Linked DNA regions of Oryctolagus cuniculus: region 2 is linked to region 1. The links are chromatin contacts, called in public Micro-C maps. All regions are on one chromosome and are shown on one strand. Each heading gives the region's core, a stretch centred on a gene start, on an enhancer-like site or on the middle of the called end of the contact. The rest is flanking DNA. Distances are from core to core; before and after follow the strand shown. Region 1 holds the start of EML6 (EMAP like 6). Region 2 holds the start of PSME4 (proteasome activator subunit 4).

Region 1 (5,590 bases), core at 1,097-3,596:
CATCTGTTGGTTCACTCCCCAATTGTCCGCAACAGCCAGAGCTGTGCGGATCTGAAGCCGGGAGCCAGGAGCTTCTTCTGGGTCTCCCAAATGGGTGCAGGGGCCTAAGGACTTGGGCCATCTTCCACTGCTTTCCCAGGCCATAGCAGAGAGCTGGATTGGAAGTGGAGCAGCGGGTCTTGAACAGGCACCCATATGGGAATCCTGGGCTTTAGGGCAGGGCTTTAACTTGCTGCGCCACAGCGCTGGCCTGGAGATTCCTTTCAACACACTTTCACATTTTCTCTGCAAGTCCCTTCCTTTATGTACAACTGCCACCAAATCCAATATAGTACTTCAAGCACTAAGACCCCTACCACTTATTTCATGCTTTGATTACTACTACTTTTATCGTTCTCCTCTTTAAGAACAAAAATCTAACATTTCTCCATTATTTTAAGGATATACTGCAAGCCTCTGTGTTCAGTGCCATCCACAATCTAACCTTCCAAGTTATGTCCCCTTCTCATTTTACTTGCATTCGCTTACACCAAACTGGGTATTCTCTTCAGTGTTCTCTAAATCTGTGGTTTTGTATTTTTGCATCTACCCTTTTATGTATTATTTTGACCTTGCAAAAGATTCTTTCAATTCACCTTTCCTTGTCTCAATTCGACCTATTCCTATTTCTATACTTATTACTTTATTTCCTATCTTCTACAAAGCTTTTCCTGATCTCTTAAATCTGGAAAAGATCCTCCTGTTCTTAATTCCTATATACAACTTATTGCCTTTATATAATCCATTTTGCATTGTTTTATGGTACAGCATTACTGATCATCTATATGTTTGCTTATGTTTCAAACCCTTTCCAGGCCATTTTGGTAGTATCCTTATTGACCACAGTGCTATCTCACATTACAGTATTTGTAGATCTGTATCCTTAAAAAGAAAGATGGGATAAATTCACATCCTCCTCATTGCTGTAGGTAGCACCACTTATCCAAACTCTGGTTCTTCTAATCTTCTCAAGATCCCCTACCAGCTCAGAGGACTGTAGTAAAGTTTGAGATAGATTAAGAACTGCATAGGAGGGGCCGGCACTGTGGTGCAGCAGGTTAACATCCTGGCCTGAAGCGCTGGCATCCCTTATGGACCTCAGTTCGAGACCTGGCTGCTCCACTTCCAATCCAGCCCTCTGCTGTGGCCTGGGAAAGCAGTACAAGATGGCCCAAGTCCTTGGGCCTCTGCACCCACATGGAAGACCTGGAAGAAGCTCCTGGCTCCTGGCTTCAGATCAGCACAGCTCCGGCTGTTGTGGCCAATTGGGGAGTGAACCAACGGATGGAAGACCTCTCTCTCTCTTTCTGCTTCTCCTCCCTCTGTGTAACTCTTTCAAATCAATCAATCAAAACAAAACAAAACAAAACAAAACACTGAGAGAATGGAATGGACTTTCCAAATGTCCAATCTGTCACCCGTTTGCAGCCTCTTAGTCCCTGGATTTCGGTATCTCCTTTTCCAAAAGGCCGCCGATGGCCCCAAGTTGAAAAATAGCTAGTCAGAACACAGTGGATGCATAGTTCATCTTGGGCAATTTTAAGAGAAATACCACCGGCTTCTTCGTTTGAGGGCCAGGAGTAGTTGTTCATGGCGGGAGTAGCTCCTGGGTTCCAAAATCTGGTTATCCGTAAATACGTTAAGTCCTCTGACTTAGGAGGCACCGGGTCTTAGGGCAGAGTGAGACCACATTCCCAGCATTTTCCTTAAAGTTGGCAGCCCAGCACCTCAAATTATAAACTAGCCAAGTAAAAAGGAAAACCAATGTAGGAGGTAAGGAGCGTCAGCGCAGGGCATCGGCCGGAGAAATTCTGTCAGTGGGCCGTAGAGACCGCTCTCCAACTTCACTGCTCTTCTCCACAGGAACACGCGGCCGGGCGACTCGTCCAACTCACTAGACGAGGCCATCAACGAAAAGCTGCCGCCGCGAACGAGCCGCGGTCTGCTTAGTCAGAGAAACACAAACTCCGTTGACGCCAGCGACGCCCCGCTCGGCCCCCTGGGCGCGCGGAATCCTGGGACTTGTGGTCCACACCGCGCGCTTCCCACCCCGCTTGGTGCAGGGACGACTACACTTCCCAGAATGCATAGGGGCAGGGGGAGCGGGAGGGCGGCCCCGGTCCTCCCGGGCGTTGCCGTTTCCTAGAGCCGAGGTTTCGCCTAGTAACCTGCGGCCGCGGTTCCAGAAAGCGGCGCTGTGGCCCCGCCCCCGGAACCCCGGCTGGAGGAAGAGCCTGTCTCCCGCGGCGCCCCAGTGACGAAGCCCAGCCCCGGGTGCGGGAGGCGGGAGGCGGGGAGGGCAGGGGAGGGCAGGCAGGCAGAGGATTTCGCTCGCCAGTGCGGGATCCCGGACGCGCCGGCGGCGCCCGCTGGCAGCAGAGGTTAGAGACGGAGAAACAGAGATGCTCCGCGGGCGAGGCTGGCTCGGGCGCGGGAGGCGTGCAGACGCCGTTGGAGCGGCTGTACGCTCGGCTCCGGGCGTCCCTATAGACGCGGGCATCCCCGACCCTGCGGCCGACGCCCGGGGCGTGTGTGTGTGTGTGTGTGTGTGTGTGTGGCGGGTGGGGGGAGGGGGTCCGGTCTCAGCCTCCAGTGTCCGGCGACCCTGCCCCCTTCGCCCGCGGGACCCTTTAGCTAGCGCAGACCTTCCTGGGGGCGAGGGACGTGATGTTTGCCGCTTGCTCGCTTCCCCCTCCAGCGGCACTCGTGCCTGGGTCTCCGATTCAGAAAATCCTGAACGACGCTTGCGGTTGGAGTTGCTGCTTAGTGAGAGCGGCTAAGTTCTTTATGACAAGGAGGGCCACGGGGTGTGTGTGTGTGAATCTTCAACACGTCCATGACAACTGCGTGTCGCATCTGAAAAGTGACCCTTGCAGAATTGTCTTAATGGGGAACTAAACACGTTCCTTCAAATCGTATCAGCAGCTGCCAGTCAGCAGCATTTAGTGCACATTTCACATCATTGAGGAGATGACTCTGGAGGGAGAAAGGGGTAACAGTTGACAATTAAAAACAACCGCCACCACCTTGGTTTAGTTTGCGGGTCATTTTCTTAGACGAGGTGACTTATGCAAAAAAAAAAAAAAAAAAATCTGTTTCTTTTTCCCCTTGCTCTCGCCTCCTGGACATAGATGGTCGGTTTGGGATCCGAGGCCGCTTGATGGCACAGCTCATCCGGGCCGCCTGTCAGATAACAACCGTCACAGGATAAATCCCGCCGCCTGCCGCGAAGCCCCCGCGCGGTGCAAACTTAGTGAGCGCACTGGGTAATCGGGGCTCGGATATGCAGATCGCCGCGGTGCCAGGCGGGGTGGGCGCCCCGCGATCCTCTCCTGGGAGCCGGCGCCCGCAGGTGCAGTGAGGCGCGCGCGCACGGGTGCCAGCGCCCCCGAGGCCGCCCCGCCCGGGGACGGGAGCCCGGGCACCCCGCGGGCTCTGGCGGCCGCGCACCGGCGGCGGCGGCGGCAGCTCGTCTCCCGCGGCGGCGGCGGATGATGGTGGCGGCCGGCGCGCTGGGCTGTGCCTGTGCGTCGCCGCGGAAATCAGCGCCCGGCGCTGCACCCTGAGACCCTGCAGGTCCGCCGCAGCCCAGCCTGGGCGAGGACAGAGCCCGCGCGCAGGGGGCCGGGGGCGAGTGGGGTCGGCGTATCATGGCGGATCGGACAGCTCCCAGTTGCCAGCTCCGGCTGGAGTGGGTGTACGGGTACCGGGGCCACCAGTGCCGCAACAACCTGTACTACACGGCTGGCAAGGAGGTGGTCTACTTTGTGGCTGGGGTCGGGGTGGTGTACAACACCCGCGAGCACAGCCAGAAATTCTTCTTGGGACACAACGACGACATTATCAGGTAAGGGGTGGGGAGAGGAGGGTGGCCGGGTGGGGAGAAGGATGCCCAGCCGGGCTTTCCCAGGGTCAGACCCGGCAGCCCCGTGGAATAAAGGATCCCTGGAGTCGCAGGGAATTACAGAGGATTGCTGATTCTGGGGCTGGAGCAGAGAGAGCACAGGGGGTGCAGGTAGGGAGGGAAAGGTCTCTTTTCTCTTTATCTCTCCGGACGCCTTTTAAATCTCCAAGGAGTTGAGTGTTCTGATGCTTTGTAGTGTTTGGTTCCTGCTACAAGTGGAAGGAACCCAGTAACTATGAAACACTTCTTCCTTCCCTAGGTAAATGGTGGGACCAATAGCCTAAACTGTGGGTCTCATTTTTTGGAAGCTCTTTGGTAGCTTCCTCAGCACACAAGAGGATTTAAAAAACAAAACAAACGAAAAAGAAATTTCGCTACAGGTAATCTGGAATCTTCATCCCAGATGCTTCCGACCTGGGGAATTTCTGCATGGGTAGGGAGTTTGCTCTCTGATGTTTGACTTGGCAGTGCTTGAATGCCCGAAGAATATTGATAGACTAAATGGACGCTTCCACAACATCGTGAAGGTTATAAAAGGCTGGCCGCTGCTGGACCACAAAGTCCTATCAACCAGCCCGCAGAATGACCAACATCTGGTGGCTGATGGTCTGAGACTGGCAGATGGGAAAACTCCATGGGTAGAAGAGCCACTTTAGGGGTCCTCCCTATTAAATACAATGGGGGCATGTTTTGATTCCTGGCCCTGTTCTCTCTTCTTTGGACCAGACATGTTTCCCTCCAGCACTTGTCAGCTTCCTGTGTGACTAAACAAGGTGTGGTCCAGATGCTGTACACAGGGAATCTGCATCAGCCTTTGGCAGTTAAGGAAGATGTCCATGATAGGGAGGCTTAGGGCTCAGGGAAAATGAATTGCTGAAGATGGACCACAACGGAAAGACCATATTTGTGCCTTCCAAAGTTGTGTGTTTCATTGGTATAGAACAGCTTCTGTTGCCTTTTCAGAATATTACCACTTCTGCTCTAAATTTGCCTTTCCCAGTGAAATAACTGGGTATGTGGTATAACAGCAACAATCCTAGTTTCTTGGTGGGGGGAGTGATTTGAAAGATCAGCCCTAGCCCCACCCCACCCCCAAGTGTCATGCTCCTATTCCGCAGCCTTTTTTCCCCCCACTGAGACTTCAAGTGGAAAAATTATTACAGATGTCAAGAACTTAATATTTAAAAATATTAGTACAGTAAGATTTTTTTTAAAGACTTCTTGGCTTTGAGAAGATTAAGATTTTAAACGCTGGGAACTAATGTCCTCAAGATGTGGTGAAACTGACATGTAAAACTTTCTTCATGTCATGTAAGGCAAAAAAGTCATTTTTTCCCTCCTTGGTGTGGCAGTGGTTGCGATTGGGGGCATCCTTGCTTGGTTCTGTCCTGCAGATTTTGCTTCTCTAATTGCCAGGCTGATTATTGAAGTCACAGGTGCAAATGATTAATAGTGACTCATGAAAAGGTTAGGTGTTTAAAGATTTAAGCCCATTCTGTTTTTGTGTTGTCTGTCCTCATGCAGTGCTTTCCATTACAACATCAGAATAAGATGTAGTCCTTTGGGGGAAGAGAGACTGACAATAACAGAAAATTCCTTGGGGTTAAAAATTAACAAGACTGTTCACTGAACTACTTTGAGGATTTG
Region 2 (6,394 bases), core at 2,495-4,994, 820 kb before region 1:
TTACAGGGCCAATTTTTAAAACGCACAGAAATAACCTTTTGTCAAAGACACTAAACAGACCTACAAGTCTCAAACATTTTAGTGTTCCTAAAATGAACACTAAAATAAAATAATTCAAAGTCAAAAACCAGGGCTAAATGGAGAGCATGAGTACCTCTGAAACCAGAACTCATGATACCTAGGTTAGTGGTACGGTTCCAGTGCCTCTGAACAACATTCACACTATCTTCTCTAGGAATGTACTTGATCTATGCAACCAATTCCAGTACTTTAAAAACTACGCAACAAAATTTATCTGCTTCTCTCATCTATATTTAAAAGTAAATTTGAGGGGCCAGTGCTATGGCATAGTGGAGTGGATAAAGCTGTGGCTTGCAATGCCAGTATCCCATATGGTCACCAGTTCAAGTTCCAGCTGCTCCATTTCCAATCCAGCTCTCTGCTATGGCCTGGGAAAGCAGTAGAAGATGGCTCAGGTCTTTGGGACTCTGCACCCGTGTGGGAGACCTGGAAGAAGCTCTTGTCTCCAGATCGGATGAGCCCAGCTGCAGCCTCTGCGACCATTTGGGGAGTGAGCCAGGAGATGGATCGATCCATTGATCAATTGATCTCTCTCTGTGTAACTTTGCCTTTCGAATAAATACATCTTTAAAAAAAAGATTTGAAATAAGTTTCAAACTGTTCTTTTTATATGTTTTGTTTTTTAAAAATGAGGTGTATATAATTAAAACATACGTAAGCTGTCAAAAACAAAACAAAAAAAAACTTGGGCTAGCACTGTGGTGTAATGGGTAAAGCCGCTGCCCGCAGTGCCAGCATCCCATATGGGCACCTGATCAGTCCCCGCTGCTCAACTTCCGATCCAGCTTTCTGCTAATGTGCCTGGGAAAGCAGCAGAGGATGGCTCAAGTCCTTGAGCTCCTGCACCAGTGAGAGAGATCCGGAAGAAGCTCCTGGCTTCAGATTGGCCCAGTGCTGGCCGTTACAGCCATTTGGGGAGTGACCAAGCAGACGGAAGACCTCGCTCGCTGTCTCCCTGTAACTCTGCCTTATAGATAAATTAATTTAAAAAAAAAAAAAAAAAAACTACACGCACATTCCTTCTAGAAAAATATACAACAGGCTTAAGTTGAGCTCAACAGGATAAAAATAAATACCTAAGATCACAGAACACCATAACAGGAATGGTTCCCAGGAATTATTTATTTCAATTTTCTTGTTTCACTCACAAGAATACTAAAGTGCATGATTAAGCTTCCCAAAGTTGCAGATATGGGAGAAACTAGATTTTATTTTCATTACTATTTTCCATTCTGCTACAAAGTGCTAAACATGACCACTACTCAGCTATCATCACAGATTTTGGCATTATTTAGATGTTAACTTATGCAACATACAAGGCTTAAAAAACAAGCACGACTATAAACAGGTGACCTTAACATGACTTAAGAGAAAAAACACACCCAAGACCACAACACGTCCCACCCAACAAGTTCAAAATGTCACACAGTGCAACCACAAGAATCAGTTCTCTGTATTTAATCACCATTCCAAAATAAAATTCTACCTGATAGCATTTCTCGCTGGTTAGATATATATATATATTAAGCCACTAACTGCAATCCTGTCCCAAACACCATGTGCTGTCTCCACTGTATTTTTAGCCCTTTCTAGGTAAGAACTTTTGTCTATTAACAGTAACAAAACTGTAGGTGCTAATTTACCAGACTTGTTAATAACATCACTAAACAATCCTTATCTAGGCCTATGTAGATTGCAGCTTCATAAATCCAAACCAGATACGTCTTCACATTTTAGCACAGTTATATACTGTGCCTCTAAAAGAAGCTGTTTGTGTCACCCCAAATGGTATTCTCTGGCAAGTCTAATACAAGTGATTTAAATAGGAAATTAATGGAACTGACAAGGAAACTTTATTGTTACTGTGCCTGAGTAATAACACAAACACCTAGAAGGCGCACTTGAAAAAGTGTTCAAATTGTAATTGTTTATAAAACATTCTTCTGTTTTGACTGACAGAGGTTCTTTTCCCTGTTACATTCCTTTCCTCCACAATCCTTCCACGGATCCCAACAGAGTACAAACTTTACACTCTGGTCAGGAAGAGAGCTGACACTTTTGTCATTTTATGGTTGCTCTATGAAGGGGAATACTGTTTTAGCTTTGGTTCTTAATTAAAAAGCTAATTATTCCCACCTGTCTTAATTAAAAAGCTAATTATTCCCACCTACACCCCCCTCCAAAGAAAAGAAATTTGTCAGAGGTCCCCTAATAACTGGCAGATAAGAATCATCCTGTGAGGGTGACTATTGCATTACAAAACCCTGAGTCATCACCCAGTTCACTCAGCAGATTTGGGTAAACATTGAGTAAGTGACTTATGTCTTGTGTGTTCATCTACCAACATTCACACGCATGAACACTGTTAGTAGAACCGTATGCACATTAACCAAACAAGATACAGAGAATGTTTTCCAAAGTTCTGACACTGAAAATACCCCTCTAGTGAACAACCTCCCTAACCTTTTGCCCGCACACTATTTTAACTGGGGGTGTTTGGGTCCCCCCCCCCCGACCGTAATTTCACTGACACTATAGGTGGCAGCTGGTTTTTAGAGACGATGCCAACAACACAACTCCTGCAACTAATTCAGTAATCTGCCTTCGTCTGAGCGCCTTAACAAAGCACTCAAGTTTGATGCTAGTATCGCCCAGCACAACCTGACACTGCATCTATTTCTCGGAGTATCGCAAAGGTCTGGCGAAAGGAAATGTCACAAGAGGAATACCGCACACTTCTCTAAGGTTTCAGACAACACTCTCAACACTAACGTCCCATGGTGGGCCCAAGAATACTCTGAGGGCTGATTTTCAACCAGTCTTCTCAATCAAATCCACTGAAAGTGAGCAGACCCACAAAGCAGAACCCAGCAGTGTTTCCCAACGCCCTCCTTCCCATTCAGAAAGTTCCTAGACGCGAACCGACACGAGTAGAGGCGGGGACTGCAGGGGAAGGAAGAGGAGGAGGAGGAAGCACGAGGAGAAGCAGACAAGTCAGGAGTTCCTCTCCCGAAAACCAAGGCTATCACCCCGCCTTCCCCATACGCAAAGCCCCAAAGAAGGCTTTGCGAGACGGCTCCTCTCTCCCGCGCCGGGCCCCAGGGCCCGAGGGGCCGGAAGACTACAACACCGCCGCTCGACGAGGGACAGCTGGGAGGACGCAGAGGGCGGATGAGGTCCCGGGAGGTCCTGGAGACCGGTCGCAGGAAGGAGACCTGAAAGCTTTACAAGCTGCTGTCGCAGGGGGGACAGCTCCGTCCAGGACAGAGCATTAGCTAGGTCCAGCAGCCCGGACAAAGAGCTAGCCCCCTCAACCCACACCCCCACGATGCCCTCCCACGGAGCCTTGTGCCCCGACCCATTTCGCAGGCCTGGGAACACTTACGTGGAGAGTTTCCTGGTCCAGAAGAGGCCCCCGGGCCACAGCTCTTGGAGCTGCACGGCCCGGCCCAGGTTGCTTTTGATCTGGGCCAGCTGCAAGTCGGACTCGGCGTCCAGCCGCTCGGCGTAGGGCAGCAGCTTGTTGTACACGATCTCCTTCTGCGGCACGAAGCCTCGACAGCCCGGCCCGAGACGCCCGCCCGGCTCCGGGGGCTCCCCGCCTCCCGCCCGCTCGGCCGGCTCCATGAGCACAGGGACACCCCCCCACCCCCTCCCACCCTAGCCCTCCCCGGCCCCCACCCCTCTCCGGGCTCCGCCTCCTCCGCGTCGTCGGCGCCCCGCGGCCGCCGGCGGCCCGTCACCCTTCGGCCCGACCGCTAGGCCCCCTCCCCTGGCCGACGCGCAGCTGGGCCCCGCGCGGTCTTCGGTTCGTTGGCGACGGCAGCGGCCGCTCTGCCCACCCCGCACCGGCTCGGCTGGTGACGCTGCAGCCGCCGGGCCCTGAAGTTCCGGACGGGCCTCAAGTCACTTCCGGGGCGGGGCGGGGCGGGGCGGGGCGACGGCGTCGGAGGAGGCGGTAGCAGCGGCGGTGGCGGCGGTGCGCCCAAGGAGCCGCGCCTTCCTCGCCGTGGGCCCGACTTGGAGCTCCCACCCCCGGGCCTCACCGGCCGGGCACGAGGCTTCCCCACCGGAAGCACGAGGCCGAATTCCAAGCTATTGTCCTATCTCGCCTGGTATCGCGCGCTCCTGGCGGTAGCCTAATCGCCACAGCCTCAGGCAAAAGGAATTGGCCTGGGCCCGCAGGCAGAGGAACTAATGCCTCAAGGATACAAGCGGTTTTTTTGGAAAAGCCTGCATACCCTGTATCTATCCAACCGGTACCTTACAGATTTTTTTACTCTGTCTGCTTTAAACTAAGCCCCTATCTTTCTGACCAACATCATCCTAACGAAAGGGATGATTATTCAACAAATATTAATCGAATGACTATTTTGTGTGCCAGACGCTGTGTCTAGGCTCTTGAGATGGAGGCTTTAAGAGCACCTGGTTTTCTACCCTCCAGAGATTTACTGTGAAGCGGAGATATAGACCAGTGAGTTACAAGAGAAATCTCTTAATGACTATGTAAGTACAGGTTGCCTAGGGATCTCTAAAGAGAAGTTCGACCTGGAGATGTGTCCACAAGTAGTTTCCTCGAATGGTAAATTATGCTGGAAGGTTGACAGCAAAGTAAGAAAAGGAAGGGAGACTTTTCATATTTCAAGTGAGACGACAGCTCTAAGGCTGAAAGCGGTATTGTAGGAATTTGAAGAAGTTTATGATGGCTGAAGATTGTTCGCAAGAGGGGACAGTAGAGAAATGAAACTGAGGAGGAAATGCTGGAGGATTTAGAGGCTTATCCTAAAGAAAAACTTCTCAAAGATTTCGTGCATAGGAGTGGCATGATATAAATTATGTTTTTTGAAAATTATTATTTGGAGACAGAGACATAGAACCCGCAATCACTGGGTCACTCCCCCAGTACCAGAAGCAGCAGCAGAAGTCAGGAGCTGGCAATTCCATCCTGGTCTCCAAGGTGGGAGGCAGGAACCCGATGGCTTGAGTCCTCAGTGCTGCATTCCAGGGTCTGCAATGGTGAGAAGCTGGAGTCAGGAGCAGGAGGAACTCAGGTACTCTGATGTGGGATGCAGGCATCTTAACTGCTAATGTAAATGTTCACCCTTCATTTACAGTTTCGAACAATCGCTTTGGCTTTTGTAGAGAATAGATTGGAGCAGACAGGATTGGGAACTGGAGGACTCCTTAAGAAGACATAGCATAATGATGGTGTGGAAGTCAGTAAAATTCATTTGAGAGCTATTTCAGCAGAATAACCTCAGCTAGGTAGTTGATTGAATATTAAGAGTGAAGAGAGGAAAGAAATGGGATGATGCCAGGTTTCTGGCTTGAGAAGCTGGATAATGAAGACTTTGAGGTAGAGAACACAGCAGAAACAGCTCTGTAGGCAGAAAGCTTATGGAGTAAGTATTGATGTGGCTGAAAAGGGTGATCTAAACTGGGATACAAAGGAGAAATTTGGTGGGTAGGAGGGAATGAGGAAAGAATGAAAAGACTAGGGCTCTTGACATACCTCTGAGGAACCTCGAGTTTAATGATAGAGGAAAGGGAGACAGATCACAAAGAATAGTCAGAAGCAGTAGTTACACAGGTAGGTGGGTTTCCAGGGAACTAGACAGCACCAAAACAGTTTCAGTGAAGGGAGTGATACATGCGAGTAAAGGTGGCTGGCAGGTGAGATGAGATGAAACCTGACAAGAGTTTACTGGATAAAAGGTTTATTGATAAAGCAGGTAAGAACAGTTTCAAAAGAGTGTAGTTATGGAAATTAATTGCAGTGATTAAGGACAAATGTAAGTAAATAGCAATATGGACAACTTTTTTTTTTTTAAATAGTGGGAAGAACAGGGAGAAGAGGTAAGGAAGGACATGAGCTAAAAAGAGGGATCTTTTAAAGGTGGGATATGTTTAGATATTGGTGAGAGGAAGCCAGTGAACAAAGAGGTTGGAGGTATGTGTTTGAGAATGACAGACACTGGGGGAGATTGTGGAGTCATTGATGCTTAATATAGTAAACCACATTGTGCTTCTATTGTCAAAAGAGGAAAGCAGGCAAAGGTAACTGCAAATGTAGAAGAGTTTATAGACTTGGTGGTGGAAGTTGGAGAAGCCTTTGTTGTTCGTTTTAAATTTTTATAAATTTACAGAACAGTTCAAATATTATGCATTAACCAATTCAACTTATTCCACCCACTCTGGTGAAGGGAAGAAAGAGTCTACACCCAAAGAACTACTTTACTTGACAGAATGTTTCTAGAATAATAAGTAGCTTAAACAGCTATCACAAAGTGTCTGGTTTGGTTTTTGAAATGGG

The links. Hi-C and Micro-C count contacts between places; a contact is called where the count stands out from the background.
Region 2: a Micro-C map of ear pinna shows a contact between it and region 1, with 10 times the contacts expected there. The contact joins the promoter of PSME4 here to the promoter of EML6 in region 1. A contact is called at or near these places in 2 of 6 Hi-C or Micro-C datasets (ear pinna and an unstated tissue).

The regions. Positions count from the first base shown.
Region 1 is chr2:147,923,294-147,928,883 of mOryCun1.1, reverse strand. EML6 (EMAP like 6) reads left to right here and starts at 2,346. Exons shown (of 44, transcript XR_011386640.1): 1 at 2,346-3,886.
Region 2 is chr2:148,745,790-148,752,183 of mOryCun1.1, reverse strand. PSME4 (proteasome activator subunit 4) reads right to left here and starts at 3,744. Exons shown (of 47, transcript XM_070069121.1): 1 at 3,467-3,744. The coding sequence starts at 3,708. ACYP2 (acylphosphatase 2) reads left to right here and starts at 4,012. Exons shown (of 9, transcript XM_070069129.1): 1 at 4,012-5,132. LOC138848622 (a long non-coding RNA gene) reads right to left here and starts at 1,086. Exons shown (of 2, transcript XR_011386648.1): 1 at 1-1,086.